Regions from separate parts of the Sus scrofa genome. Here region 1 is linked to region 2. Evidence: chromatin contacts called from public Hi-C data. All regions are on one chromosome and are shown on one strand. Each heading gives the region's core, a stretch centred on a gene start, on an enhancer-like site or on the middle of the called end of the contact. The rest is flanking DNA. Distances are from core to core; before and after follow the strand shown.

Region 1 (3,319 bases), core at 755-3,254, 140 kb before region 2:
ATTCTCCATAATAAGTTAAAAAAAAAAAACAAACAAAAAAAACCTCCTTACCTCAGTTCCCTACCAGCAGCTGCCTCATTCCTTTCCTTTGCAGCACAACAAACTTGCTGCTGTCTTTACTCCAATCAGTCTTTCCTCATTCTCTCTTCAACCTACTCCAGCCCAGCTTTTGTCTTCCCACACCTACTACCGGCACACTACTACTGCCTGCCAAAGTTACCATGACCTTCCTTACTAAATCCATTGGTCAATTCTCTCTTCAGCACAGTCCATCATTCCCCTCTCCTGGGTATTCTTTCATCACTAGATTTCTAGGACACCATCCTCTATTTTTTTTCCCTCTATCACGCTGGTTCTCCTTTTCTCGTTTCTCAGTTCTTGGCTATCCTCTTTTTATTCATTTCCTCAAATACTTCATCCAGACCCCCAACTTTACTTATTTATTTAAAAGGTGTTTTTTTCTTTTTGTGCTCACACCTGTGGCATATGGAAGTTCCCGGGCTAAAGATCTAATCTGAGCTGCAGCTGCCCACCTACGCAATAGCCACGGGATCCTTAATCCACTGGGTGAGGCCAGTGATCTAATCTACATCTTCACAGAGAAGTTAGGTTCTTAGCCCTCTGAGCCACAACTGGAACTCCCAGACCCACAACTTTAAATGCCACTTCTATGCTTATGATTCCTTAATTCACATCTCCATCCTGAACCTCTTTCCTGAACTCTACGCTTGTACTCAACTGCCCATTTGACATAGGCACTACAGTGTTTCCTAAACCATGTGTAACAAAAGATTAGTTCTTTTCCAATCCATTGCAGACCAAATACTGTGATAGAAAAAAACTTTGATAAACAATTAAGATCCTGCCACAATGTCAAATTGCTAGGTTTTTGGTTTTTTTAATGTTTCGTTTTACTTCCTGTATTTACCTCATCAGAGACAAGTAACAGTCCAAGGAAGGAATCACAGCTGGAGCAAGATTAGGCTAAGTGGCTTCTTAGATCAACGTACCCAAAACTGAACTCCTGCTCTTCCTTCTGAACCCTGCTTCAATTTCAGCCTTCCTTATCTCCGCTGATGGAACATCCTTCTGCTTGTTGAAATAAAAAACCTTGGAATAATCCTTGTCTCTTCTTTTACTGTCGGCCCACATTCAATCCTTCAGTAAATCCTACTGGCTCCACCTTGAAAAAGAACGTGACCACTTTTTGGCACTGTTACTAAGCCTGGCTTGTGCCACTAACGTGTGGAGCCTAGATTGTTGCAATAACCTTCAAATAGATTCTTAGCTTGTATCCTCCACCAACCCCCATCTCTAAACAGTCTATTCAGCAGTCAGAGTGCTCCTTTTAACACCCAAGTGAGATTAGTTACTCTTTGGTTCAAAACCTTCCAGTCGGTCCTTACTTTGCTTTGCTCGGTAAATAAAACTCTTACAATAGTCTACCACGCCCAATGTGATTCATCTCATTACCTCTCTGACTTCCTTCCTAATAAGTCTTCCCGAGACAGAGGTGGGCGGGAAGGTGAAGGTGGGAATAAGGGTAGACTGAAAACGGGAGGGTAGGAGTTCCAAGAAAACTACAGCAAGTGGTGGCCAGAATCACAACCCTGGTTCGTGTTTCACCGAGACATCTTCTAGTCCAAGGACCCAGCTTCCTATCCGACTCAGCTTCACTAAATCCGACCTCCTTCTGCCAGCGTAATGAAGCTACAAGACCTTGAACTCACCTGGGGCGCCTTGGAGAAACTCGACATGTTTCCCCAGCAGCAAGACCTTCCCTTTCTCAAGATCCAAGATGTGTCCCGCCGCATCACGGGCTCGGCAGGAAACGCATAGAGCTGAGCATGTCAGTTCCTAGGCCAGCCAACACTCATCTACTTCTCCGCTTTTCTTGCATCGCTTCCAATCTTCCTACAGTAGCAATTCCGCTATGAAGGGAGGAAATGATGCACTTCTTTACAGAATAATCCCCAAAAATAGTTTGCTTGCTGGAAGCTTGCTGGAAAAGCTGCGGAAAATCGGTGGAGAACGCAGTTTCCAGCCGACCTAAGTAGAAGGGAACCGGAAGTGCATCTTTTGCGCGGGACTGTTTGGATTTGGGAGCGGAGACGTGAAACAGGGGCTCAGCTCTGAGAGATGGATCGGTACCTACTTCTTGTGATCTGGGGGGAAGAAAAAGTCCAGTCCGCCGCGGGAGCGGAGGCGGAGCACGAGCCAGGGGTTTCGTCTGTTGTGTGTACCGAGAAGCAGCCGGGTAAGCTCAGGGCTGAGAAAGAGCGGGAACGGTTTTCAGGGAGGAGAAAAAAAAATTGTGATCAAGTTTTGCTGGGGAGGGACATGTATCGAGTTGTCCTAAGAAGGTGTCACTCTATCTGGGATCGACCTGGTAAAGGCTAAAAAAAAAAAAAAAAAAAAAAAAAAAAAACTATCTTCGTGGAAAAATAGGGGCAGATTTGTGGATGCAAGATTCCAGCGCTCCAAAGTTCCCGACACATTAAAAATCTGAGTAAATTCTCTGTGCCGTGGAAATGGAATTTCTGACCTTTGGACAGATATGCATTCAATAAGCAGTTCTGCCTCCTGTGTTCCAAATGCAGGTAATACCTAAGAACGAGATGGAAAAGATCTTACTTTGCTAGAATTTACATCTTAATGGGAAGAGACATTCCGCATAAACTAAGTTAAAAAGCAAATGATAAATTTAAAACAATTCTGATCGCTTGAGATTGCACTGGTTTTTGGTGTTCTTGTCTAGGATCTGCATTTTATTTAGTTTGTTTTGATAGAGTGTCATTTTGAGGAGGAAGTGTATGTGTGGTTGTGTACAGAGTATTGTAACAGGATTTCTCTTTTCCATGTAAAATTATTCTTTGGGGGGAATTTTGGATTTGTGTTAACTGGCAAGCATGTGCAAACCGGGAACTTTACTTGTTTTAACCTTGCTAGCTTTAGATTTAGCATACCAAAATTTGAACAGTGTATAGTTCTTTTATGTACAACATATTGTGCTTAAGAGCCTCTTAGAAAAGGTCTAGATTACATAACTCTTGACTCTGTTAGTTTGCTATTTCTTTTTCAGACTTAAGGGCAGCAAATGTTTATCACCTCCTGAAAAGAAGCATTAGTGCTTCGATTAATCCAGAAGATAGTACTTTCCCTGGTAAGTGTAACATAAATCCCTCTTTTATGGCACAGCATTTGTATTGGAAATACATTTAATTAACTTGGTCACATGGAAATCCAAGGAACACTTGTTGACTGTACACATCACTGATAATAGGGAGGTAGGGAAAGAAATACAAAATGGAAAAGACAG
Region 2 (3,551 bases), core at 745-3,244:
TTCCTCTGGAAGGAGATTTTACTTTCTCCCCCTCCCACAAAGACTGCCAACCTCCCAGGAAGTAGCTCCAAGACTAACAGATGGAAATACGTGGTTTCCTGTGACTCTACCATGTCTGATTGGGTTTCTCTAGAAAGTTCACTTCAAATAAAAGCAATGTACATTCACAAGACAATCCATGACACATAACTTGGGCCAGTGCCTGTTACATAGCCATGCTACTTATGCAGCTAAGTATGAGTGCAACTCTTTTTCTGCCTAGTGCTTATCAGTGATCCCTGCCTAGTAAATGCCCAGGAGATGTTTGTTATTGACAGTGATGAAGATGGTACAATGTTTCAAAACTGAGTTATAAAAGGAGATCTTGAGACAGGATTAAGATGGTGGAATAGAAGGACTGGAGCTCAACTTCTCTCCTAAAAACAACAAAATTCACAACTAGAGACTGAGCACACTTCACCAAAATAGACCAGAAACCTTAAAAAAGATACCCTACTCCAGAAGAAAAAGAGGAGGCCACATCAAGAGGTAGGAGGGGCGATTTCGTGATATAAACAACCCCATACCTCCTGGGTGGGAAGCTCCACAGACTGGAAACTAACCGGTTCTCAGAGACTCACCTACAGGAGTGAGAGTTCTGAGCCACACATCAAACTCTCACGTGTGGGGAACTGGCACCGGGAGAAAGAGCCCCGGAGCATCTGGCATTGAAGGCCAGTGGGGCTCATGCGCAGGAGCTCCACGGGGGAAACGGAGACCCCATTCTTAAAAGGCACACACAGACTTTCACGTGCACTGAGTCCCAGGGCAAAGCAAAGTCTCCAAGGGAATATGGGTCAAACCTGACCACAGTTCTTGGAGGACATCCTAGGAAAATAGGGGTGAATGTGGCTTATTGTGAGGGAAGGACATTGAAGGCAAAGCTCTCGGGAATATTCAGCAGCCATGCCTTTCTCTGGAGGTGGCCATTTTGGGAAAATCTGGCCTCATCCATCAGTCAGCTGCTGAGAAGCCCCAAGGCAAACAACAACCCAGGTAGGATCACAACCCCACCCCTCAGTAAATAGGCTACCTAAAACCCCTCAGACACACAGCTGCCTCTAATCCCATCCAGAGACTAAGCCGCACCCACCAGAGGGATTAGAATTGGCTCCACCTACCAGGGGGCACGCATCAGCCCCTCCCATCAGGAAGCCTACAGCAAGCCCCCCATACTGACTTCAGCCACAGGGGGGCAGACATCAGAAGTAAGAGAGGCTACAACTCTATTACCTGTAAAAAGGTCACCAAACCAAAAACCTATACAAATAAAAAGGAAGAGAACTATAACTCAGATGAGGGAGAAAGGAAAAACCCCAGAAAGTTAGCTAAGCGATGAGGAGATTCTCAGCCTCCAGGAAAAAGATTTTAGACTGTCCATGCTGAAGATGATGCAAGACATTGGAAATAAACTGGAAGCAAAGATGGATAACTTACAGGAAACACTGAGCAAAGAGATACAAGATATAAAACTTAAACAAGAAGAGATACAAAATAAAATAACTAGAAGCAGCTAACAGCAGAATACAGGAGGCAGAAGAAGGAATAAGCGAGGTGGCGGACAGATTAGTGGAAATTACGGATGCAGAACAGAAAAGAGAAAAAAGATTAAAAACAAATGAAGAGAGTCTCAGAGACCTCTGGGACAACGTGAAACACACCAACATCCATTTATAGGGGTGCCAGAAGGAGAAGAGAGAGAGAAGGGGACAGAAAAGGAGACCTTCTGCAAAGATCAGCTCACATCTGTTAAAACAAAGTCTAGATCAGGCAAAACCCCTGCATGACACTAGCACGAATATGCACTGGAACTCCTGTGAGCCGTGTACAGAATTGTGCTTTAGGGGAGCGAGTTTAATCCATGGCTTGTGGTATCGGCCTTATGGGCTCTTTAAGAGAATTAGGAAAAGGTGCCCTCTTCTGGGAAGAGGCAGCCCTGCAGAGCTACCCTTTAGCTATGGATTGTCATCATGTTGAACAAAAAGGGTACCTTCTCCTGGTGGGGTCAGGCTCCTGCCACAGCCCAACACAGGAGGCTTGGCAAGTGGAATGTCAGTTGGATTTTGCCCCTACCGGTTCCCACTGCTGGGAAATCTCACAAGTACAGGAACCATACATACCTTACACAGCAACCTTAGTGAATACCACCAATTGTATAAATACAAACAGAACAAACCAGGGTTTTGCAGTGCTTTATACAAGCATCCCAAAGCCATAGCGATTATCTTAAAAGTTTGCACGGAGACGTATATAGTTCAGTCCCAAACATTACACTACTTTTTGATTCTTCTCACTTGCTTTTTAGTTAAAGAGAAGACCTGGTTTGAGTTTTCAGTAAGAAATAGATAATAGCAAGTCTGCGAATAGGCAAGTCTCATGACTACATCTGGTACCCAAAAGGGGATAAAACTTTCACTGGAACGTACAATTGAAGGTCACTACCCACTCAGGTACAATTTTCAATAAGTTGTCTTTAAAGAAAATTGAACAAATTGGTCATTTTCTGTGTCTCACAAAGCCAGGTGGTGGTGAGAATTCAACATGACAATGTACAGAAAAGTGCTTTTAAATTCTAAAGACTTACATAAATGTCAGTCACTTGAATCTGCCAGCTAGCCAGTGTCAAGCTTAGCAAGAAACCATGAGTAGCATTCCTGATTAGGGTAGGGAAAGGAAAATACCAGAATGCTTTCTACTCTCATTATTATACAACACTGTTAAAAAAAAGTAGTATCATACACACTACTATATAAAAAATAGATAACTAACAAGGACCTACTCTAAAGCACAGGGAGGTCTACTCTATATTTTGTAATAACCTACATGGGAAAAAAATGGATATACTTTATATATAACTGATTCACTTTGTTGTAAACCTGAAACTAACACAACATTGTAAATCACCTATACACCAATAATTTTTTAAAAGAAAGTACTATCAATCCAGCAAAAGAAATAAAATAGAGTCATAAAAAAATTGGAAGACAAAGGTAAAGTCAACATATTTATGGAGGCTGAGTTAACTGTGTAACTGGAAAACCCAGGAGAGGCCATGCGAAAACTTAATAAGTAATAGAAGAATTCAACAGGTGGGCTAGGTACAAAATTAATACATGGAAATCATAGACTTCATATATGCAGTCAGTAAAGTGAACACTGGAAAGATCCTATGTATAACAGCTAAAAGTAAATAAAAAAGAAGAAATACAAATCCACATAAAGAAATTTTTTATTTTAAACAAGTCAAATGGAGGAACTCAAACAAAATCTAAACAAATATCTAGCTCTTGGAAGGGAATACTCATCATTTATAAAGATGTCACTCTTCTCTAAATTAATGCATAGGTTTAAAGCAATCTCAATGAACCTATCGCTTATATTTCACTCTAGCAGTAGAAGACTAGACATCTTGAAAACTCTACCTAAAAACGCTGGATAAAATCCAACTCATATCCTTTTGAAATGAATATCTGAAAATCTCAGGTTCAGGGAAGAAAAAGGGAGGAACTGCA

Evidence for each region. Hi-C and Micro-C count contacts between places; a contact is called where the count stands out from the background.
Region 1: a contact with region 2 is called in a Hi-C map of liver, with 2.0 times the contacts expected there. The contact joins the promoter of MTBP here to the enhancer-like site in region 2. A contact is called at or near these places in 1 of 5 promoter capture datasets (liver), 22 of 47 Hi-C or Micro-C datasets (adipocytes, alveolar macrophages, blood and 13 more) and 1 of 2 datasets of contacts at active chromatin or transcription factors (skeletal muscle).

Annotation. Positions count from the first base shown.
Region 1 is chr4:18,607,387-18,610,705 of Sscrofa11.1, reverse strand. It overlaps MTBP (mdm2-binding protein), which reads left to right and starts at 2,004. Exons shown (of 22, transcript XM_021088982.1): 1 at 2,004-2,257; 2 at 3,083-3,163. The coding sequence starts at 2,140. MRPL13 (mitochondrial ribosomal protein L13) reads right to left here and starts at 1,787. Exons shown (of 7, transcript NM_001243415.1): 1 at 1,731-1,787. The coding sequence starts at 1,757.
Region 2 is chr4:18,464,819-18,468,369 of Sscrofa11.1, reverse strand. The region is part of intron 4 of SNTB1 (beta-1-syntrophin); the gene reads right to left. Among named protein-coding and RNA genes, the nearest start is that of MTBP, 140 kb to the left of the region's middle. Within about 2 kb of position 1,994, at least 2 of the 83 cell types and tissues checked have an H3K27ac peak or open chromatin away from gene starts, as enhancers often do. A contact at or near this core is called in liver, where this site is marked.